Regions from separate parts of the Gossypium hirsutum genome. Here region 1 is linked to region 2. Evidence: chromatin contacts called from public Hi-C data. All regions are on one chromosome and are shown on one strand. Each heading gives the region's core, a stretch centred on a gene start, on an enhancer-like site or on the middle of the called end of the contact. The rest is flanking DNA. Distances are from core to core; before and after follow the strand shown. Region 1 has its middle 7.5 kb from the start of LOC107921139. Region 2 has its middle 8.8 kb from the start of LOC107921869.

Evidence for each region. A called contact is a pair of places that touch in the nucleus more often than the background predicts.
Region 1: a contact with region 2 is called in a Hi-C map of leaf, with 1.5 times the contacts expected there. The contact joins two enhancer-like sites. A contact is called at or near these places in 20 of 34 Hi-C or Micro-C datasets (anther, callus, cotyledon and 6 more).

Annotation. Positions count from the first base shown.
Region 1 is chrD01:11,005,306-11,010,689 of Gossypium_hirsutum_v2.1, reverse strand. It overlaps the pseudogene LOC107922514. Among protein-coding and RNA genes, the nearest start is that of LOC107921139, 7.5 kb to the left of the region's middle. Within about 2 kb of position 2,564, at least 9 of the 9 cell types and tissues checked have an H3K27ac peak or open chromatin away from gene starts, as enhancers often do. A contact at or near this core is called in hypocotyl and leaf, where this site is marked.
Region 2 is chrD01:10,971,306-10,977,235 of Gossypium_hirsutum_v2.1, reverse strand. No RefSeq gene overlaps it. Among protein-coding and RNA genes, the nearest start is that of LOC107921869, 8.8 kb to the right of the region's middle. Within about 2 kb of position 3,260, at least 3 of the 9 cell types and tissues checked have an H3K27ac peak or open chromatin away from gene starts, as enhancers often do. A contact at or near this core is called in hypocotyl and leaf, where this site is marked.

The DNA of each region.
Region 1 (5,384 bases), core at 1,315-3,814, 34 kb before region 2:
TTTTTATCATTTGGGACCATTAATGTGCCCTATTTCTCCTCATCTTCTTAACTGAATTTGTTCTCTCTTTATCTTACTGGAAAATAATATATATACCAACTTCACCAGGCTTTCTTCAATTGGAATTTGGAACCATTTTGTTTGCATATCATAATAATTATGACCCAAAATTTGGTACACCCCATTTAGACCTCAATCACAAAAATCTGATAAGTTTGTGAATTAAAAAATATATATATATAAATATAGCAGAAAACCATCTCATCAGCTCACTGGATGGCATTGGCAACAGCTGCAAAGATGCATATGATTGGTTCCCTATCTCCAACATCAACTTTTTCAGCTCTTTAGCTCTTTGTTTAATTTTTTTTATATGATTTTACATAATGTTATTAGATTAATCAGAACATTTTATGCTCAAAACCATAAACAAGGAACACCACATCAGAAAAGGAAAGAAAAGGACAAATGAATGAATGCATGAATGAAGCACCAAAGAAAGGTGAAATTAGAAAAGCAAAAAATGCAAGGCATATGCCATATGAGCTGAAGTATCCTTGAAACATCTCAATCCTGAATTTTAGGTCATTTTCAGTCAAAACCCAGAAGAAAATAAAGGAAAACAAGTCCATAAACAAACAAACCACCAACAGTGCAATTGGAAATTTCCATCAAGTTAGATCAAATTTCAAGGTGCCTTCCGATTTAAACCAATGTTGATTCAAAACAATCAACAATGCAATGCAATCATCATTCTTCTTCTTTTACTTTTATTGGAAGCAAAAATGATATGAAGAAAGTTTTTTAAATTGGTACATTAAATTGATTCACAGCTACGGCATGAAAAATCCTCTATTGTCACCGAATTTATTGCTTAAATTCTATGCATCTACCACATTTATTATTTTACCCATACATCAAAGATGCAAGACTTCCAAAATCTACCCAGTTCTTTTAATTAAAAATTAATACATTGTAATGTTGAAAAAGAAAAACACAAAATACAAAATCAGAGCTAACAAAAACAAAGCACATATATGTTTTGAATGAAGATTCAACCCAAGAAAATGAGACAAATTTGAAGAACAAAAGCAAGATGTCAAGAACCCTAAATCTAGATCTGATAATAGCATCATCATTATCATTGAATGATACAATGAAGACCCATTTGTTCATTTTGATCCTTGTTTCATATTTTTACTTTTTTCTTTCTAAAATAACAAACAAAAGAAAGCAAAAAAAAAAAAGCAGTAAATGGATGGTTTTAATCCATTTGTGAGGGATATTATACAAAGAAAGATCCGTAACACCACAAACCCTAAATCATCATCATATTTCTAGCAACAAAGATATCATCATTTGATAAAAATCAAAGGGATTCAATTTCATACGCATAGGGAGATTAAGACCATTTCATCTTAACCATGTCTCATATTTTTTTTCCGCTTAAAAAAAGCTAACATTTTTTAAAAAAGAAAAAGAGATCCAATAATCGATCATCATCATTCATCACCGGCATCGCGATCAAAGACATAAAGCAGTACACTGGAGATCTTCCATCTTCATCCAAGGGTGGAAAATTGAGATCGAAAGGCAAAGTTTTCCGACAAGAAGACAACGCGATATCCCCATCATCAACCACCGACGATGATGAATCACAGTCACTATGACAATCCTCTGGCTCTACTGGCGGCGGCCTCGGATAGTACTTCCTAGTCGAAACCACCGCGAAGTCCGCCGACTTTTGCGGTGGTTGGGCCGGTCTGGGTCCACTAAACGACTCCACCGTGCTACTCATGCTACTCCTCGTGGGTCTCTGTGGATTCACTTCGGGGTCATGAAATTCGCCCATCGGATATAACCGGCGTTGGTCGATGAACCCTTCGTTGTGGTGATGATTGGTTTCGAAAGGAAAAGCCGGGATATTTGAAGAATTTATGGGGAAATTTGTTTTAGCTTTGGGTCCACGGAGCGTCCTCGCCGCCGTATCGTAGGCTCGAGCGGCTTCTTCGGCCGAGTCGAACGTCCCTAACCAGACCCTGGTCTTCTTCCAAGGGTCTCGAATCTCGGCCGCGAATCTGCCCCATGGCCTTTTTCTAACACCTCTGTATCTCGGCTCTTTAATAGATCCGCTGGGTTGCAGTGCCGGTCTCCTAGCTACGGCGTTTGCAGCTGCGGCACCTCTCCCTCTCCTCATGGAAAAAAAATATTTAAAAGATTAAAAGAATAGTAACAATCTATATAACAATCAAAAGGGGTTGATGAAAAGATCACGATGAACCAAAAAAGAAGGGAAGTGAGGAAATAATCAAGCCAACCAAAACGAACTTACCTATGAATCTAAGAAAAAAACAGAACAGAAAAGATTGAAGATAAAGGGAAGATAAAGCAAGAAGACAAAGGAAAGAGGAAGGAAAGAAGGAAGATGGAAATGGGCAGGAAAGGGAAACAAGGGAGGAGGAGGAAGAAGAAGATTGGTGGGCTAAGAACTGGATGGCACCAGAAGAGAGGCCCTTCTCTTCTACACACAACCAAACAAAATTATGATATTATTAATTTTCTTTTTTTTGGGAATAGAGTGAATATTTTATGGCTAAAATGGGTTTTCCTCCTTTTTCTCGATTGTCTTGCCCCCACATACCGACTCGCTTCTTTTTTCTTTTAATGTGATAAATGAAATGACATAGAAGCCCTTGGTCTTTTTTAATTAATTTTGTCAGTAATCCATCTTTCTTTTTTTCCATGGCACCCCAAGGGTTTTATCGAGTTTTGAGTCTTTTGACCAACTTTGGTACCATTGCGTGGCATAGGAGTTTTCAAATGAGGGCCACTTATTCTTTAAAAAAGAGGAACTAAAAATCTTGGGTTAAGAGAAGGTTTTGATTTCATCTCCTCCTTCCACCCATTTTGCAGCTTTTTCCCGCCAATTTCTCTGCATTTCCTTTTATCCTACTCCATTCTTTATTTTATAATTTCTTTGGTTCATTGTTTTTTTAACACCAATTGTGATTAAAGATACTGCCCATTTAAACTCACCCTAAAATATCAAGAAAAGGGAGAAGGATAAAAGCAAGGTAACGTTGAAATGTGGATTCAAGGGGACCAAAAAGGCATTATATAAAATTATGAATGTGATGATGGAATTGGAAATATTGAGTCCAATATGTTGCTTTTCTGAATGACCTGCCATAATTATTCTTCAACATTGTGCACAACTTCTAATCCTCAATATTAAATTAATAATCTTCATTGAATTTTAATTTTAATTTTTCATCTTGTAATTTCGTATGTGTAATAATATGAGTTGTTTATTTAATTTAATGTTTGTAACTATCCACATAGTAATTTTTAACTACAAATTAAAAAAAATGTTAAATATTAATCTTTTTTAAAAAAACTTATTCATATATTTTATTTTTTTACCTAAGACCTCCAATGACAAAAAATTCCAAAACACGTCGAAAGATTCATCAAAGCGCAACTTATTTTAAACTTTGATTTTGATCCCTTTCTCAACCCAATTCAAAAACCATATATTATTTTTCTTAATTTTCGATATAAAAACAGTTAATGCTTGGTAAACCCCTACAATGCCCAATCTCTTACAAGAACAATAATAAATAATAAATTTTATGTAACTAGATGTATTTTTCTAATGTTTTGAGATAATAATTGATTTATTAACCTATTTTAGAATCTATAAATATAAATGTAATTATAAAAATATATCTGAACAATTACAATATAAAATCGAATCAAGACTTAAAATCTTTATTCATGTCTTGGCTAAAATCCTTGATATTTATTTGTGAAACCCTATAGTTATCGGTATAACTACCGTCCATCATGGCTCACCTGCCCCATTTCAACATCTTAGCTAAATTTTAAATGATTTTATTTTTGGTTTATTATAGTCCAAGCTTCATTTGAGAAGACTTTCCTTTTGTTTCCTAATTAAAGTTGCTATGTATTGCATTACGTGAGAAAATATGCTTTTTAAAATATAAATAAAAATTTAGAAAATACGCAAACATCGTATCAACAGTGTTGGTCAAAGTTGAAATTTAAGTATAAGGGAATATAATTTAGGATGTTGTTTATGTCCTTAAGCACAAGGGATCCTATGACTAGATTTATAGTTAAGGTGGGGGTAAAAACGGGATTTTAATCTTTATGTGGATTTTGTGTAAAAGAGCAACCAACCCAAGTCTTAATTACTATAGGTTTTAATTAAGGAGAGTTGCTCATCAACTCTAATACCTTCTTTACCTATTCATCTTTCTTTTCCTTCAAATTCAATTTCACTTTATCATTATATATACGAATTTTATAAGGAAATTCTAAATACTTATTAAAGAAATTAGAAAATAAAAACTTTAAAATTTTAATATACATGTTTAGAACATTTGTACCTCCAGATTTATCCCATAAAAATAAAATAAAAATTAAAAATTTTGAGAACTTATTTTGAAATTATAAAAATATTTTTTTTTAAATCATGTTCTTAATGAACTTGGACAAAAAATGTTTAGGTATGAAACAACTTGAATGCCCATTTTTTTGAGAATAATGTAAATCTTTTAACTATTTTTTAAACTACTTTCTAGAATCTTTATAATTTTCTATAAATATATTTTATAAACATTTTCAATTTTTAAATATTTTATATTTAAAAATTATGTGATTACATGACATTTTAAGAGAATCTCATGCAACGATGTTTAAAAATTATATTATTTTACAGAATTAAAGATTACAAGTTAATATAAAAAAATATAAATATTAAATTGAGAAAAATTATTAAATTTAAAAATTAATTTTTACTTTATTTTTTTAAAATATTTTTTATTGCCTTTCTAATTAAAATATAATAGCAAAACACTTTCTTTTTTTTTTTTGCCCCTCATGGATCAACCTTAAAATTTTAGGTGTGCAGAATTTTTTTTCTCCTTATCGAAGAAAAAATATTTGTCTATGTGACAGATTTTGTTCTAGTCTTTTATTTTATGGAGCTTTGTAAGGTGTTTTATCCTGTGGGATGCGTGGATTAATTATGCGTATTAATTTTATTTTTAAAAAATTTTGTACATTTTCTCAAATAATATAAACTAAAATATTGTATATTATTCAACCTATGAATTACACCAATCAATTGAATTTTTTTGATAAATCTTTTGTTGTTCATTTTAAGCTTTTCAACATTTTTTCATTAATTTTAATATGATCATTATACACTATCTTTTACATCTTTGATTTATAATTCTTTATTCTGTTTCATCATCTTTACATGAATCCTATTTATAGACCTTCATGGATGCATAAAATGAACGGAAGAAGGGTGGGCTTTGAATACTGACTCTATTTTATATAAATTATCCCTTAAT
Region 2 (5,930 bases), core at 2,011-4,510:
TGTAAAAACATAAGATTTTCCATTAACACTCATCCAAATAACCTTTACAATCATCTTACCCAAATAATTCTCTAACAGAGCCTTATTTCTTCTTGCACTCATACAGGTCTACTTTTATAGAGCAATAGGACTTACCTTGGCACAGAGAAATCACCGATAAAATCTAGGGTCTTAGATCCAACTTAAAGAAATATTGTCGTTCCTTTTAACTTTTGATCTAAATAGTTTTTTTAAGAGAGAAAAAGAGAACTCTCTTTATTCAAACTTGAAGACTTATTAATATAATCTAAGTTTTCATTGGAACTTGAAAAATGTCACAGCACTATTGAACTGTCTTATCAAAGTCTACTACTTCCAAAAAACCTAATTGAGTATTTCCCCTTATCTTTCGACTATCCTAGTTCATGTTCAGTTAATTCCTAACCAAACTTCCTTATAACTTAACTGGTAGGGGACCACAGTTACGGGGTCACTATACCATTAGTGTGACACATATTAAAAAGAATTCATCTTACTTAGCCACAATTCCCATTCCTTTAACCTTAGTAGCCTAACATGGAAACTTTTATTCTCTTGTACTCATTTTGGGGTTTACCCACACCATGCGCCAAAATGTATTTAGGCAAATGCCACTCTGCCAATTATACTCCTATAAGACTGCACGCCAAGTCTTGTGTCCGCCAGGACTGAAACGTTTATATGCCTTACTTTCATAAATAGTATTCGTACATTTGAACTTCGTCGGGCGGGATGTTACATGATAACCTAATAAATTGGGCGTACAATACCTTTGGCGATAACCCAATTCACCCAAAAATCCTTCTAACCAGTCTCTTCTTCTTTACAACTCAACACATTCAAAGAACAGTCTTTGCATAATACTCTAACGTCAACCATGTGCCCGACCTATACACCAAAAGCATCAATTGGGTGGATAGGACTTCTCCACTCAAACTACTTTCGGGTTACTCACCAAAATTGGCTGTTACAAGAAATTTCAACGAATGACCATGGATCAGTGGCTCTAATACCATGTAAGAAAACTAAAAAAACTAAAGAACTAGAATAGATAAATAATAACAGAGAGATGTATAAGAGTGAAGAGAAAATATTGAGAGAAAACTCAATTCCCATAAAATAAGGTCATGATTTACATTAGAATATATACATTGATAGATGAGCAATTATGCAACTACTATCAACCCCTATAACAACTTATCAACTTTAACATACCAATAATTTGAGCAACAGTTCAATCAAATGTGCTCATTACTCACGTGCTCGTTCTTATTATATTCCAACAAAACTTTTTCCATTATATAGATACACATATAAACCAATTTCATTTGGTAAAGTTCCTTATTTGATAGTGAATAATAATATACATTGCAAAATATTATTTGAGAATCAGGGTTACCTAAACAATTATTTTCAAAATCAATATAATTAACTTACAATATCATATATTTATTATAAAATTATTTAACTCAAATGATTTTGAATAGAAATTTAATTTTATATCATTTTTATGTGAATAACTAACAAATATAGTTTTCAGTAAAAAAGTATAATTAAAAATATTAATTTACAATACTTAAAATATGATAAATTAATAATTTATATTGAAATATAAATATTTATTTTTTATATAGATATATAAATATATCATTTATAAAATAAATCCGAACTCAAAATTGAATCCAATATAAAATTTGAGTCCATAATGGCCCAATCCCATCTAATCCGATTGCAATTACTTGTGTGAGCCAAATCTCAACTTATTTGCGAGATAATAATAATAATAATGATAATGATGATGATATGATGATGAGTGATTGTGAAGCCTACTTACTCAACCACGTCAGCTGATTGTCATGTTCACCTATTAAAAGTCGCATCTCCAAAGGAAAAAGGAAGGAAAAATAAAATAGGTTTAAGGATGTAAGAAGCTCTTAATTTTTTTTCTAAAAAAGTAATTAAGCCATTGCTTTTATTTTTGCACTCAATTGGGTAATTGAATTTTCAAAATGTATCAAAAATGCTCTCAAATTAAAAAAAAATTAAGCCCCTTTTTTTTCACTCAATTGGGTACTTAAACTTTCAAAATGTATAAAAAAAAGCCCTTAAAATTCAAAAAAAAGCAATTAAGCTCATTTTTTTGCACTTAATTAGGTATTTGATTTGTCAAAATGCATCAAAAAGGTCTTTTGACTGTTAACTTTAACAGTTGACCGTTAAAGTTAACTGCCATTAATTTTTTCCAGTTAAAGTCACCCCGTGTCAGAACCACGATGTGACATGTGGCAAAAAATAAAAAATAAAAAATATAAAGTATATTAAAATTTTTTTAAAATTAGAAAAATTATAAAAATTGTAAAATTTTATAAAAATCATAAAAAAATATAAAATGTATAAAAAAACCCTTTAACCATTAATTTTAATCGTTGACTGTTAAAGTTAACGACCCCAGTCTTTTTCCAGTTGCAACACAGCATGACATGTGGTGAAAAAGATAAAAATAAAAATCAATAAAATTTATAGAAAATTATAAAATGCTTCTTTTAGTACGATAATTTTTATAATTTTTTTACAAATTTTATATTTTTTATAATTTTCTTACCATTGTATAAAAGTTTATAATTTTTTAAATATATGTCTATTCATTTTATAAAATCTTAAAATTTTTTATAATTTTTTTACGATTTTTATAATTTATTTTTTCTAATTTTTAATAAAAAATAATTTTTATGTTTTTTACTTAATATTAATAATTTTTATAACTTTTATTTATTTTTTATTTTTATCATTTTTTATCACATGTCACACTTGTGGTATATGGTAGTTTTAATTGAAAACAATTAAGTGTGGTTAACTAACATTTAACGCCTAAGTTAGCTGTTAGATTGATTGAAGGACATGATGATTATGCTATTGATACTTTAAAGATTTAACTAAGATTTTTTAGAATTTAAGGGTTAATTTACAATTTGAACTATAGTTTTCAGGCGTGTGCCGTAATTATTTTTTCAAAATTTTCTCATAAGGTAAACCGACAGCAAGCGGTTACCCGGTGAGTAGTAGCCGGTTGATAGGACAGACAAGAATACAGGATATAGGGCTGTCCTTCTGACCCGTCTCGTGACTCGAGAGCACGCTAACCGACAGCTGTGTTTCCCTTTTAGGCGGCGTCAAACCATGGCAAGCTAACACGTGTATACAATTATTTTTTAATATTTTGATTGGACAGTTTTCCTGCTTCCCTCTTTGGCCTTTTCAATGAGAACATTAAAACCCCGTTTTGCCCTCGCTGTGCTGTGCTGTGCTGTGCTGTTCTGTTCTATTTTGTTTTTTATTTTAAATAAATGAAATAATTCAATTATTATATATAAAATAACTTTTCTTGGAATTGTGGAAGCAAAGGCCGGGCGGGGGGGAGTGGGTCCCAAATTTATGTGGGTAAGACGCAAGAGTCAGGTTAAGCTTACCAGTTGACCAGTAATCCCGTGCCATGTCATCATCATTTCAGTCTTTTTTACTAATGATTTATTATTCAAAAATATTTTATTTTCTTTAATTAAACCTTTCTTATTTAATATTATCGCAATTTTTAATAATTTAGCTTCGTTTTTTAGTTCAACTTAATTCTAAATTTTTTGAAAAAGCAAAATTATTTTTTAACCGAAAATGTTAATTAAAATATTAAATTATTAATAATATTAGGGTGATAATCCGTTAATCTACACGTATTTTATGCTGACACGACATCATTTATTATATATTTCATATTAGTAAATAATTTAAAAATTATATTCTTAAAATAAAAAAGTTATTCAAATAATTTATTAAAATTAAAAAAGTTAATAATATTAATTATCATGTAAATTACTATGTTTAAAAACTTAACATTTTAATTAATTTTTCATTAAAATGATAATGATTTAACTTTTTTAAAAAAATTAATAATTAAGTTTCACTCTTTTCAAAAAGTTAAGAATTAAACTTAATTAAAATAAACCACTTTAATAAAAAATTAAACATTAAGAAATAAAATTTTCAGTATAACTTTAATATTTAACTCTTAATCTTCATGTAAATTCTTCTTTCCAACAAAATACGATAAAAAGAAAATTATTCCATACAATTGGTGCTTAAAAGAAAAATGTACCAATTGGTAGATTGTTTAGATTTTATAAATAAGGTGTAACTTGTCCCCATAAATATAGTTAAAATAATTTAAAGGTTAAATATATAAAAATTTGGAAATATTTTTAAAAAATATTATAGGTTGTGTGTAAAATAATTATTTATACGACAATTTAAAGTTAAAAATATGTTTAAATATAAATTTAAAAATAAGGTATATCTAATAGAAATGAAGTGTAAATTTTAATTAAGAAAAATATGATGAAATTCAAAAGTTGTCTCTTTTTTTTGTTATTTTAGGCCATCAATTTTTTTTAAAATTAATTGCAAAATAAATTTTCTACGACTTCCATATGCATGCTTTGAATGATTTTCAAATTCAATTGTATTATCGAGGACAAGCTTTTACAGTTTTAAAGGTATTAGAACTATTTTCTTTAGTTTTTATTTTTGCCGATTTTAAGAAATAACTAAGAAGATGAGAGATTGTTTAGGATATCAACCCGTAGAAATTTTATCATACACGTATATATATATATATGTAAGAATTATGATTTTTTAATATAGATATATATCTAAAAATAATATGCAATAAATAACTTTGATTCAATGGTAAATTTAATGTTTTATCAATAAAATTGATGTGGGTTCAAATTTTACTATATGCATATTTTATTGATTTTTGTTAAAATAAAAAGATTAATACTCTCGAATAATATGACTTTAATTACGGAGGATATTTTTGTAATTTCTTAACTGAGTTGGTGTCTACTTGACTCGTGACACCAACTCAGTCAAGGATTTTAGTAATAGTATAGATATACAATTGAATGATATAATAAATTGTGAATATTAAAATAAAAATGTATAATTAAAATAAAACTTTTGTTGAGTGATAAATTTAAATTTTTATTAATGTAATTAGTGCAGGTTCAATTCCTGCCTTATGCAAATTTTTATTAATTTTTGTTAATTTTTGTTAAAATCAAAATACTAAAATACCCTCAAATAATATGACTTACTTTAATTATAGGAGGATATATTTGTAATTTCCCTAATAGAGCTGATGTTTGGTTGGCTTATGACACTAACTCGGTTAATTTTTTTTAATAGTAAGTATATATAGATATACAATTGGTGGGAGATAATATAATGTGCATATTAAAATAAGAGTGTATAAAATAAATTAAAATGAAGTTATGGTTAAGTGGTAAATTTAAAATTTTCCTAATGCAATTGTTTCGGGCTCAAATTCTCCTATGCAAAATTTTGTTGTTTTTTTTTAAATGAAAAAATTAAATTTGTTGTTTTGTTTTAAATGAAAAAACTAAAATACCCTCAAATAATATGACTTACTTTAATTACGAAATGATATTTCCTAATTGGGTTGGTGCTCGGTTGACTTGTGGCACCAACTTAGTCAATGTTTTTATTAATAGTATAGATATGAATATATAACTGATGAAGATAATAATTTGTGCATATAAAATATATAAAAATGAAGCTTTGGTAAATTTAGGATAATTTAATATTTTATCAATCCATCTGGTGTGGGTTTAAATCTCACCATATGCATATTTTTTATTTTGATTGCTTTTTGTTCAAATAAAAAGACTAAAGTACCCTTAAATAATATATCTTAGTTTAACTACGGAATGTCATTATCGTAATTTTTCTAACCGAGTTGGTGCCTGGCTGAATTGTGGCACCAATTCTGCCAAGGGCTTAAATGATAGTATAAATAATACATGAAATTTGTACAATATTAAAATAAAAAATTAGATTAA